Linked DNA regions of Zea mays: regions 1 and 3 are each linked to region 2. Evidence: chromatin contacts called from public Hi-C data. All regions are on one chromosome and are shown on one strand. The core of a region is the stretch at or near the end of the contact, and the rest is flanking DNA. Distances in the headings are between cores, read along the strand shown.

Region 1 (4,320 bases), core at 865-3,364, 310 kb before region 2:
CGCGGTTATTTTAGCACAGGAGAAAACTTCAGCGGTGGGTTTTATCCTACATTCATTTTTCAGTGGGTAAAAAACCCGGATAGGATAATTTAACCGGTGGTCGTTTGGAAGGAGCAACTGCCATCCAGTTTAGTACAAAACTGAATGCATACATGAACGCATACTGGTGACATTTTTCTGTATGTCATTCAGTTTGGGGCAGATTGCATACACAAACGCATACAAGAACAGTCACCATGCATACACGGCATACAAGAATGCATACATAAGCAACCAGGTTTTAAACAAGAATGCATACAGAATGCATACAAGAAAGTCACCATGGTTTTAAACCAACAATAGAAGAATATCTCAAAGTGCAACTGCCATTCAGTTTAGTGCAACTGCCATACAAGAATTAATTTAAACCAGCAATACAAGAACTATACTGAACCATACAAGGCATCATTTCTCATAAGGTAGATGGTTCTCAGTGATCTGCTTGTCCAGGAAATTACTGGGAAAATCATTCCACCAACAGATTAGTGCAACTGCCATTCAATTTTTCATAGGTTAGAGCTGAAACTGAACTACAATCACCATTCACCATAACAGAACTGCAGTTGTCTGAAAAAAGATAACATGTAACTAGGATTAGTACAAGGGAACAAATAACAACTATAGTATCTAGAATATCTCAAAGTGTAGAGCTTAAATGATCTCAGCAGAAAAATATAGCCATTGCCAACTAGCTCTAGGTGAGAAGATTGTAATTTAAAGTAAAATTTGAAATAAAGATGCTTGAAAGAACATACCAAATTTGCTCATATCATTTGTTCAGGCCATGCATCACTCCCACGAAGCAACCTACATTTATAAAAATGATATTATATGCTTGTAGTCTACAATATTGCATGCTTAGTAGATTCAAGTTATGGCATACCTAATTTTGCGCTTGAAGCCAAATTTCTCTAACATCATGCTCTGTTGTTAAGAAGAAATTGTTGCTCATGGGTCATGGGTTAAAGGACAGTGTTGGCTTGCAGTCCCAGGAATGGTATCAGCCATCAAAGAGATGTTCATGAAGACAACCAACCACCAGCATATGCTCAACTACCACTTGCTTCACTTCACCTCCATGTTTTCACGTTGGCCAATACTGAGGTTGAGCAATAGATGAACTGGCATTGATTGATGCTAGCGATCAGTTGTGAAATTAATCTACACACCTCCCCAATCTTTTTTTTGATGTAATGACCTCCCCAATCTAGATATTACGAACTGTAAATTTCGGTGCTATTATTGAAAAAAGGACAATGCGGTGGTGGGATACTTCCTGTTCAGGTCGACGGAGGACACAAAGGAGCAGGTCCAGATCTGAAGGTAGGTAGGTACTGACCTCGCCGGAGCTTGATCTTCTTCTTGTGGGTGACGATGGTAGGAGGCTTCCTGTTCGGGTCGACGGTCTGCGTGGCCTTGGCGTCGTCCGGCGCGAAGAGCACGGCGTCGATGCCCTGCACGGAGATCCTGCCGTCGGTGTAGATGTCCGGGTCCAAGAGGTAGCGGATCTTGTGCGGCAGAAACCAGAATCAAATGTACCTAGTGCGGCAGGCGCAGGGTGTCGTAGCTGGATCAGAGAGGCAAACCAGAATCAAACGAAGATGCAGGTCGGCAGAAACCAATCGATGAAATCTTTGCTAACCCCCGCGACCCCGGCTTAACCCCCGCGCCCCCGGCTCAGAAACACGCGTACCTGGCTGCAGTAGAGTTCTACTGCTGCAAGAGCTGGAGTGGCGTTGGAGTTGTTCGGTGGAGCGGCGGAGGCGCTCGTGGCGTTGGAGTGGCGTTGGAGGCGCTCAAGCGTTGGAGCGTTGGAGCGGCGGAGGCGCTCGTGGTGCATAGCGAAGACGAGACGAGGCGGCGGAGAATCGCCTGGCCTCCTAAGGCCAGGGTTGTTTCCGACGGGAAAATGGGACAAATCTCTGCACGAGATTGGGCTGCCAAATGACACACATGAATAATCCGAGGACAATCTTCTGGTGGGCTTTCTTCCAGGAGAAAAGGCCAGGAAACCGGCCGGATTTTGGGCTGCCAAACCAGTCCTAATAGAGTAATAAACACTGCACAGATTTCCACATGCAATGGACTCGAGTATCTAAAATCGCTAGCAACGGCATTTTGTATCGATGAACAAACCATTGAATAAAGAAAATAAATAGAAATAAACAGGTATTGTTGAATTCACACAAAAATTGGTCTTAAGACATACACACGAGCTAACCGAATGATCTCTAGAACTTACTGCAATGAGCGAGCTGCAGCTGGACATTCTCTATTGGTATGTTTGGTTGGCTTCTCTCCGTAGCCTGCTTGTATGAGCTAGACCGACGGTGCCTGTATGAGCTAGACCGACGGGAGCCTAGCTCCAGAGATGCGACCAATTTACTCGCGTCTGCAGAGCCTGCTCCAGGGCGCTTTGAGTATCGTGCGAGCCTGGCTCCATATCTGCACGCAGGTAATCAAACACACACCTCACACAAGTAGAGCTTGGTTGACAACAACCAAACACCAGCTCATTGCATTTCACGATGCAAGCACCAGCAAATATAGGCAATATTTTCCTTGTCGGTCAATAAATCCGAGCAGCCATGGTGGCAGTAGGTGAATCCGGTCTTCATTTTGTACTATAGATTTTGTACTATAGTGGGAGCTAAAAAAACCTGCTTCCCGCTGCTCCTAACCTGCTTCCCACACTACAACTCCTCATAAATCACTTCACACACAATTTGCCAAACAATTTTTGTTGAATTCACTTCTACTTGAAAATCATTTGGAATCTCTATTGAAGAATTAGCTCTCAAAGCTAGAGAATCATGCGGCAGCTCTCATCACATCTCTTTGTGACTTTGTGTGAGATAGCGCGATAATCCGAGTAAAACTTTAAAAAATGCTAAAGATCAAATACTATTGCGCAGCCAAGTTTTCCGTGTATTTTCCATACAGTCAGACTATCAAAAGTTAGGACTTGTTTGGTAGAGCTCAGCTTCATGATTCTCTAGCTCCGAGAGTTGATTCTCTAATAGAGTGATTCTGAGTTCTCTATGAATCTATTTGACGAAAACCGTTTGGCATAGGCTGTGAAGTGATTCCTGAGGGGTTAAAGAGTGAGGAGCAGGTTGAAAGTGGTAGAAAGTAAGTTTTTTTTTTCTCACACTTTCTAGTACAAAGTAGAGATAAGATTCACTCCACTTCCACTTTGAAGCTCAGATTTTTATCATTTAGCTTGGCAAGAGTGATTCTCGCTTGGAGCGAAGCTGTGGGAGCTCTGCCAAACACCATCTTATAAAAAAATCTCAAAAATTATAGATATAATTTATTATTTACTCTATCAATATACTAAATTTTAATTTATAATTCATCATAAGTTAAGAGATATAACAAGACAAAAATTCTATCCAATATGAAAATTTGAAAAATGATAGAATTTTAACTTTTTGTATCTCTTAACATAAAAATGAAAACTTAAATTTGGTATATTGTTAAAATAAATACTAAACGCATATAAAGATTTTTTAGAGTTTTTATGACTTTTGATATTTTTTTGCACGACGTTGGCTTGAGAAGCTTGATTGCACAATAGTTTTTCTTATGGAAAAATAGTTTAGTTAATCGAACACTTAAATAAGCAAACAAAAAGACATTTAGTTCGTAAAGAAAATTACACATTATGCGGGCCAAATTAAAAATAAAAACTACACAATGCATAAAAACTAAAACTAACATTATTTGAAGAAAATAAAAAATCACATAACTCATAAAATAATAAAATACAATTTCTATGGTGCAGATCCTAAATATGCTCCATCAAAGGATGACTTCAAAGCTTATTAGTGCTTCAGGGGTGACGGTTGATCCTGCAATTGAGGATTCGACTGTCTTATAGTTGCCCACATCATATAATCTTCTCCGCTCATCCTCAATAATCAAATTATGCGGAAGGTCCACCCAACCTAAAGGGAGTGAGATATTTTCCCAATTTCTACAAATATAAACCCCGAACTACAAATCGTCCGGGTGAACGCGCAACAACCAACCAGTGCGTTCCGTTGAATCGTCGTGCGTATGGGATTAGCAATGGTTGGTTCTTAGGTGCAATAAATAATGGTGAGCTAGTGAGATTTTATAAAAATATAGGTTACGTGCTGACATGGATAATGGAGTAGACATATAACAAGACGCACACACCCATATCACCATGTGAACCCTTTGATCAGTAGTAATTGTGAACATCAACATGATGCGTTTAGTCGATTCGTGTTTGCTATCCCGAGAAGACGTGTA
Region 2 (3,960 bases), core at 915-3,414:
AGTGCGAGGGCACCCGCGTCCATCGGGTAGCCTAGGAGACCGAGTCCAGCTGCACGCACGGTGGCAGCAGTGGCGGCAGCAGTTGCTGCAACAATGGCGCTGCGTGTGGGCGCAATGGCTGTGGGGGTAGCGGCGATGAGGGATCTGCCGGGGGGTCGGGGGCGGCCATGGCGGCGTAGGAGAGGTGGCCACCAAGGGGGTCGTGGATGGGCTCGTCCACGTGCGAGGGCAGGGAGGACGACCGGGGCAGGAGGTGCGCCGAGAAGGTCTGCCGTGGGGCGGTGCGGCGGCTGGGGTGGTGTGGCGCGACCAGGGAAGTTCGCCATGGGCGGGGGCACGTCAGGGACGACCGGTGGCGGCGCAGACCCGTTAGAGGGCGGTGCAGCCTGGCAGGGAGGAGTGCGCGCACGGGCGGCGTAGAGGCAGGGGGCAGGGATGGTCGGCGGCAGAGGCTGGGGAAGGGAGGGGAGACGTGCGGTGTTGGCGGCGGCTGCTGCTCTGGCCGAAAGAGGTAGAGCACAGCGAGGAGTGGCGCCGCAGCGGGTAGCCCTTGCGCGGGGGCACAGGCGCAGCCGGCGGCGACCAGCCGGCGAGGGGAGGGTGGCCGGCGACTGGGAGGGAGGTGGCTGGCGGCTAGCGGTTGGGAGGGGAGAGGAGAGGGAGGAAACGTTATTGTAGCTCTGGTACCATATTGAACATAGAGAAACCCTAACCTAGGATGGATTGGGTATAGTATATTAATAGAGCACAATACTGGGCCAGGCCCATTACAGGAGACAGGTAGCCCATTACAGGGGACATGTAGCTAACACTACCTATTAGAGATTTTTCAGGCCCGTGATTTTGGTACAGCAAACTCCAAATCTCTAGCGGCTGCTTCGACCACAAGCTAGGGGTATGACAAGGAGACCCTCTCACTCCTATGTTGTTCATCCTCGTCATCAATCCACTCCAGAGGATTCTAGACCTTGCCACACAACATGGAGTGCTCACACCCCTCTCCCTTGCTGTAGTAAAATTGAGAACTTCGCTCTATGTTGACGATGCTGTGATATTCGTAAACCCGTCTACGGATCAACTTCAATCTATTAAGCAAATCCTCCATGCTTTTGAAGACGCCACGGGTCTCACCATAAACTTCGGAAAAAACTCGCTTCACCCGATCAGCTACGAGAACATGGATTTGACGGACATCCTCCAACCGTTCCTAGGCAGTCACATGACCTCCTCCTGCCGATACCTTGGCCTCCAACTCCAAACTAGGCTTCTGAAAAATCATTTCCAAGCCCTTTGGAAAAAATTGGAAAGTGACTCGCGGGCCTGAAAGGAAGCCTCCTCAACCGAGGAGGGTGCCTCACGTTGGTCACCACCATGGTGCTCTCCTCCATGATGACCTATCATCTGACCAGGAAGCAAATTGACAAAGTTTATAGGTTCTTCCTGTGGAAAGGCGTGGATGCTGCAAATGGTGGCCATTGTCTGCTTCCAATTTTTTGTTATTTGGATTGATTCTATATAGATGAAGTGGTTATAAAAATAGAAAATTATAGTTAAATGTTGAAATAATTTGGCTCCTCAAAATTTCTCGGAGGAGACACTCCTTAGAACAAAGTCTTTCATCCGAAGGGCATGTGCAATTTAAGACACCAGTTCGGTTTTCCAAGTATAAAAGACGACTAAGAGATTATGGCCCCGTTTGGATCTCAACGGATTTTTAAAATCTAGCTCTTCACGTTATCCAAGACTATCCAGTTAGATGGGCAGGTACTGGATTCTCTCTTGCGTCGCGATATCCAAGGTATAAAACACACTCGGTTTGGTTACTCTTCTGAATTTTCATGCCGGATTCTCATTATTTCATGGAACCAAACGCGGCCTATGTGGTACAACCCTAAGACTTTGGATCATTAATGCAACTAAAAAGACAATGTATATGGAAACTCGTGAAAAGACAGTGTATATAGAAACTCGTGAAAAGACAGGTCCTTAACGAAGTATCCGTCTCAATATTTTTTTTTACTTAGAACATTAGAGACCCTTAAAAGACTCTATATTAAATAAAGTTATACATTAATTAACAGGCTGAAACCAAACGCTATCTTAGATAATGTGCAGTGTCTAGATTCTAGAAATCTGCTGGATCCAAACGCGGCCATAGTGTGTAGTCCGCCTCTGCCCACACAAGCACACGGCGCGCGCACTCCCGCGACAAAAAAAAAGGAAGTGGCGGAAGAGAAGCAAGAAATAAAAAAAAAGAAGCGAGTGGAGACCGCAGCACGCCCGGCCGGCGTCTGGGGATGACGCGCGCCTGCCGCCAATGGCCGCACCGACGCAGACGCTAGTGCTGGCGGGGATCATCCTCCTCAACTTCGTCCTCGCCGCGGCAGCGCTCTACCGCCGCATCCGCGGCCGCCGCAGGCCCCGGCAGCACGTCCCGCCGCCGCCGCCGCTCGAGCCGGCCGCCGCGGAGGAGGCGGAGGCGGAGGAGGAGGAGGAGGAAGGAGGCGGTGGGGAGAGGCGGCAGAGCCAGCGGAGGAGGAGGAGAGCGCGGAGGAAGCGGCAGCAGCAGGAGGAGGGGGCGGCGTCGGAGGGTGGTGGTGGCGACGGCGCGGACGGGGCCGCCGCGAAGGCGACGGGGAAGGAGGAGCTGCTGCCCCGCCGGCCGCAGTTCCCGCTAGCCTCCGTGGCGGGCGTGCTGCAGCGGCGGATCCACGCGCGGTACGACGACCTCGCGCGGGCCAGCGAGGCGCAGTGCCTCACCATCGAGCAGGTGCGCCGCACCGCATTACCCTTCTGCTTGCTTCTGCCAGGCCCAGGGCTCTACAGTCTACATGCCTTTGCTTCCTCTCTCTTTCAGTGTGTCTGTCTGCGAGTTAAACGTAGGCTGCAGCCTAGCTGCTTGGACGACAAGTGTTGCTGCTGCTTGCAATGTGGCGGGTGACCAATGAAAATCAAAGCTACCTGCTGTTGATTCCTCGCCTGTTTCTTTGCTCAGGTTGCAATCTAGGGATAGATTAGGGCTTCAAATGCGCATTTCCGACGCCAATTTGGCTTCAATGATGCACGCCTGATGAGGGCTACTACCTACTAGGACGCCTATAGAATTTTGCCATTTTGGTTTTAACATATGGGCATGAAATGCCAGGTATCCTAGTTGCGCTGGTGCTCACGTATAGAACTTAACTTCATACTGTCACCTTGCCTAAAACTTAGAAGTAAACCAAACTAAGGAGAATGAATCCTTCGTCCTTCCACATGTACGTGCAGGTACACACACTATATTGGGGAATCACAAATTTCTATGCAAAACTCAAGAACTTACCCACCTTGCCATGTGTGATCTGTGATCTTTGTTCTATAACTCTTTTCCCTCTTTAATGAAAGGCAGAGGTCCTGCCATTTGTGTTTCAAAAAAGGTGTTCAAAGTTGCATCTCTTATCAAATAGCAGGATTTAAAGATCTGCTTCTTTTTTCTTGGAGAGTTGGAGTTAACTCTAATACTCCTTATCAGGTTGATGTAGATTGAACCCTCACGTTGCAGATAAATAAGGCGATTCTTAGACAGTTCTGCAATGCTCCTTTATTTATTTCTTTACTTTTTTTGTAAGGTATGAGGTGTAGCGATACAGTATATCTACTAACAGCACTTGTGCTCTTGATAGTTCATTTAGGATTGAATGAAGTTACCAAATGTAGCAGCATATTGTTCACTTGTTAGTTCAAGATCAATTCAGAATTAAGACTGTAAAATGTTGCTTTAGTAGACAGAGTGGTGCACTATGTTTGAAGTGGGTAGCTTTAGTGCTTATTGATCATAGATATTGTGGTTAGCATTAGAATTGAAATATGAAACCCTATTTTCTGAGTCGTTCGCTGTTTCGCAGGGTGCAATATTACTTGGCGAGTGTAGTTCCAAAATACTGCATTCAAGATCACTTCAGTTCAGTAGTGTTGGAACAA
Region 3 (4,169 bases), core at 1,253-3,752, 360 kb before region 2:
GGCTCCAGTAGTATCATCAACATGAAGCTCTAAGAGAACATCTGTTTTTCCTTGCATCTGGGTTTGTGCAACATCTGGTAGGGACACCTCAAATGCTTGCTTTGAACCAACCATAAAGGTTAGCATGTTTCCTACAGAGGCAAGAGTAACAAACATTGAAGTCAAACTTAACATATTTTAAAATAATAAATAAAAAGTCGCCCAAATTACCATCTATATCAATCCCTCCCCAATTCTGGCCACTAACAGAAAGCTGTTTTTCATCTGGTGTGACACCCATATTCTTTTGTATGAAGTTGGTCAAGTTGCTTACATCCTATGCAAGAAAGAACAAGATCAAATATTTTTGTCAGTCAACAATAAGAGAAATATATTAACCTCACCATTCATCTTCACTGACAAGTAAAAGCGTATTTTCAGAAATGACTGACAATATTGCAAGACAATCAAATCCAAAGAAAATCTGATAATCGAATTTTAAATTTTCCATCTTTGAATAACACTGCATACATATAGTATATGTACAAAAGACAGCATATTCTGCAAGACTTGTTTAGGACAGGCAATCCAAGTGGCATGAAAGACTATAGTAATTGTTCACCTTAATTTGAAGTTGAACAAGAAGATTTTGCTTTAGTGGATATAAAGATGGAACTGTTCAAGGTTTAATCGACACGTGAAAAATATATACCAAAATAAGGCACCACATATAGCAAGTCAGAAACTGAGTCTCACAGCAGAGTAACTTGGGCAAACTAAGCATTCTCCTTTTCCATGATCTAACTCATATTAAAGAGATATTCAAATCATATGCCATATTAAGATAGAAAATCTGGTCAGTAATGTGGAATGACAAAAATCTAAGAAAACTAGACAGAACTAGTGGTACTACAAATATATTCTAATTTTACTGAGAAATGTATCCAGATTCAAGAGTGTTCTAAATGCATGATTCTCCAGATGCAGCAGCCCCTTTATTTCAAATATCAACAACATTAATAAACTACATAATATTAGGAGGAGGAGGGGGGACGACGAAACCTGTTCACGGAAGCCAATAAATCTGTAGAACAGGCCAGCCTTAATCCTGACTCCAAGCTGATATGCTCTGGGGACTTTCATCCAAGTAACTGCAGTTACATCAGCTTTGTCGATCTCAATGGTCTTTCCTCCACCTTGTCTCTTCCATGCAAGTCCACCAGAATGCACTTTAAACTGACCAGGGTTCTGCATAGGTGCAAGGTTCATGACAGTATGCCAATATCAGGGATGCAAGTTTAAACTATTTTGGGTCATCGGGTCGAACCAAAAAATTGATCAATGAACTAGAATGGAATTTCCATAGTTTGAGGGAGTGAAAAAATGAAATAGAATGGCATTTGACAGTAATTAGTTAGCTGACCTGAAAACACCATTAGTTACCCACTTGCATCCCTAGTCAACATTTTAGAAGTTCATAAAAAGTAATGAATCCTATACCATTCAAGAGCAGCAAACAGCCAAACACAGGGGCAGAAACAGTAATAGATCTTAAATGTAAGGGATGCATAACATTTAGTCTCAGGATTCATAAGTATAGGTATAACAAAGATGGTCAGGCGTCAGATAAAATTATTACTAGATCATCTTTCAATGCATGAGTTGTGAGAGTGTTCCATGTCTTATAGGATCTAGATTAGGGCCAGCATTGTTTTATATATCAAGGTAAGCACGCAAAAAATATATCGATAACATGGCGAATGTTAATTCTGCATCAATGGAAACACAATAATTTGATAGGCACAAAGAGTGCTTTTTTCCCTGCCGTACAGAGAAGGGGCTACAAAGGCATCCTGTTGTAATGTATTATATTCTTCTTGTAAGCTTCAAAACCAGAGAAGAGATTTGCAATTTCCTACCCAGTAGATGTAGACGTCCTTGTATTCTGCAGCTGTCAGGCCTAGAAAAAACTCTAACCCCCCAACCCACCATAGAATCTAGGGTTTCGCCGCAAATTAGCCAAACCCAAGCCACAACAGCGAAATCCAACAAGCCAGGGTGAGAAAAATGCCCCAACCAAGCACCTGAGCCAACCAAATGGATCAGGAAAACAAAAGCAAGCAAAATTTGGCCTGAAATGCAACGCAAACCCTAAAAGCCGACCAATAGTCGGACGCAGCAAATCGTCGGGAATAAATGGGCTAACCAGTTAAAATCGCTAGCTTATTAGAAGTTCGCCAGCCAAGATGTCATCTGCTATATCCTATTTTGTAAAGAAAAAAAAAACTAGAATCGACCAAGCGACGGCGGCTGATGAGCTTACTGTGCCGCCGCGCCCTCCGAGGAGGATGTTGTTGAAGTGGTGACCGTCCGTCATCTCCGCCGACGTGGCGCCTGCGGCCGACCGCTTGGTATCTCCCGAGCACCGCCTATCCTCAAGCTCCGCTTCACCGGTGAGGCCAAGTCCAGGGGCGCAGCTTGCTTGGCTGCGGCTCTGCGGTGCGGAGGCGGTAGAGGGGAGCGCGCGGCGCAGCGAGGGTTTTTGTCATATAGAGCCACAGCGAAATTGGTCGCCATCTCACCGACGTGTGGGTCCCATCTGTCACTGTCAAAAGCCGCCCAGTACGCACGGCGTCCCCGCCGAGCTAAGATGACAACGGATTGGATCGGGTTTATGTATATGTGTACATTTAGGCCGGGCTTAATGGGCGGGCACGAAGCACGAAAAAAAAAAGCTCGGCCCAAACTCAGCACGATGCATCGGGCCGTGTTTGGGCCGAGGCCGAGACCCACGGGCGGGCACGAGCCCGGCCCGTTTAAGCAGACCCGAAATGGCCCGGTAACAGGCACGAAAAGGCCCAAAATAATTTCACGCCCGCATAGTCCTTGTCACGCATGGGACAGCGAAGGCGAGGCCCATTTATCCGTTTATGTCTTGCGCCCAGCCGCCCAGTAAGTAGAAACCCTAAATCTCTCGAAGTCCGTCTTTGTCTCTCCGTGTCCGGCAGGCGGCCGCCGTCTCTCCCTCCTGTCTCTCTCACTCCCGGCCGACGAACTGCAAGCGACTCGGCGACCAGAGCGCGACCTGCCCGGCCGGCCGCAGAGCCGCCCCTGCCGTGGAGCCGAGCGCGACCGTGCGCACCTACCGCAGAGCCGCCCCTGCCGCGGAGCCGCCCCTGCGCGCGACCGCCGTCCGGAGACCGGAGCCGCCCCTGCGCGACTGCCCGAGCGCGACCGGAGCGGCGGAGCCTGCGCGCGCCCCTGTATTCTGGGCTCGATTTTTTTATTTCGGATCCAAATGTGTATTTCGGGCTATTTTTGTATTTCGGGCCTTTACTATTTTCGGGCCGCCCGTTTAAAGCCCGGCACGTTTAGCTTAATACAGGTCAGGTCGTGGGTCGAGGGGTCGGCCCGTGGGCCGGCACGACACGGCCCGAAATTAATACTGGGTCGGGCCGGCCCGAAATTAAACGTGTCGGGCCTTTTTGGGTCGGGCCGAGCGGCCCGAAGTCGGGTACAAAGGCTCGTTCATGACTAGTGCTGGGAATTGGACCGGCCCGGCCCAAGCCCATTGTGCTTCGTGCCAAACAGGCTCGGGCCCGAAAAGCCCAAAAACTTTAGGGTCGTGCCGTGTTAGCCTGAATTATAAAAACAGTGGCCCAGCCCAGCCCGGCCCTAAACCACGTCGTGCCTTCGTTGGGCCGTACCGGTCCAAGCCCGACCTGTATATTTGACCACATAAAAATAAAATATTACAAGCATATAAAGTCCACAACTTACTAAATTAAAGATATTAAACAATTCTAGCATCATTTAACCACATAAACTCCCAATATAGCAACAATATAAATTCGATATCTTATTAAATTAAAGAAATTAGACAGATTGGGCTTAATTGGGTCGTGTCGGGGGCCTGACGGGCCGGAATTTGAGGCCCGGTCCAGGTCCGCCTTCGGGCCGTGCTAGCCCGACCCATATTATTTCGTGTCGAACCATGCTTTGGGCTTCTATTTTCAGGCCGTGCTCGTGCTGGCCTAAAAATCCCAACCCATATTCGCAGCACTATTCATGACCGCACTCACGAATATCATTCCATACTTATATCTGAACATGTCGGCTTTTCGAGTGTGTTTCAGATCACCAATGAGTTTTTACTCATTAAACACTTATAAACAATAATTTAGCTATAA

What was found. Hi-C and Micro-C count contacts between places; a contact is called where the count stands out from the background.
Region 1: a Hi-C map of ear shows a contact between it and region 2, with 2.5 times the contacts expected there. The contact joins the promoter of LOC103634933 here to the promoter of LOC103634935 in region 2. A contact is called at or near these places in 5 of 25 Hi-C or Micro-C datasets (ear, endosperm, leaf and 1 more).
Region 3: a Hi-C map of ear shows a contact between it and region 2, with 2.9 times the contacts expected there. The contact joins the promoter of LOC542007 here to the promoter of LOC103634935 in region 2. A contact is called at or near these places in 2 of 25 Hi-C or Micro-C datasets (ear and tassel).

What each region holds. Positions count from the first base shown.
Region 1 is chr8:22,464,440-22,468,759 of Zm-B73-REFERENCE-NAM-5.0, forward strand. LOC103634933 reads right to left here and starts at 2,115. Exons shown (of 5, transcript XR_557015.4): 1 at 1,733-2,115; 2 at 1,379-1,578; 3 at 923-1,160; 4 at 795-846; 5 at 238-606. It also overlaps a transcript of LOC100280975 not described here.
Region 2 is chr8:22,771,289-22,775,248 of Zm-B73-REFERENCE-NAM-5.0, forward strand. LOC103634935 reads left to right here and starts at 2,165. Exons shown (of 5, transcript XM_008657513.4): 1 at 2,165-2,770. The coding sequence starts at 2,318.
Region 3 is chr8:22,414,108-22,418,276 of Zm-B73-REFERENCE-NAM-5.0, forward strand. LOC542007 (SSRP1 protein) reads right to left here and starts at 2,503. Exons shown (of 16, transcript NM_001347364.2): 1 at 2,303-2,503; 2 at 1,042-1,227; 3 at 211-316; 4 at 1-131. The coding sequence starts at 2,356.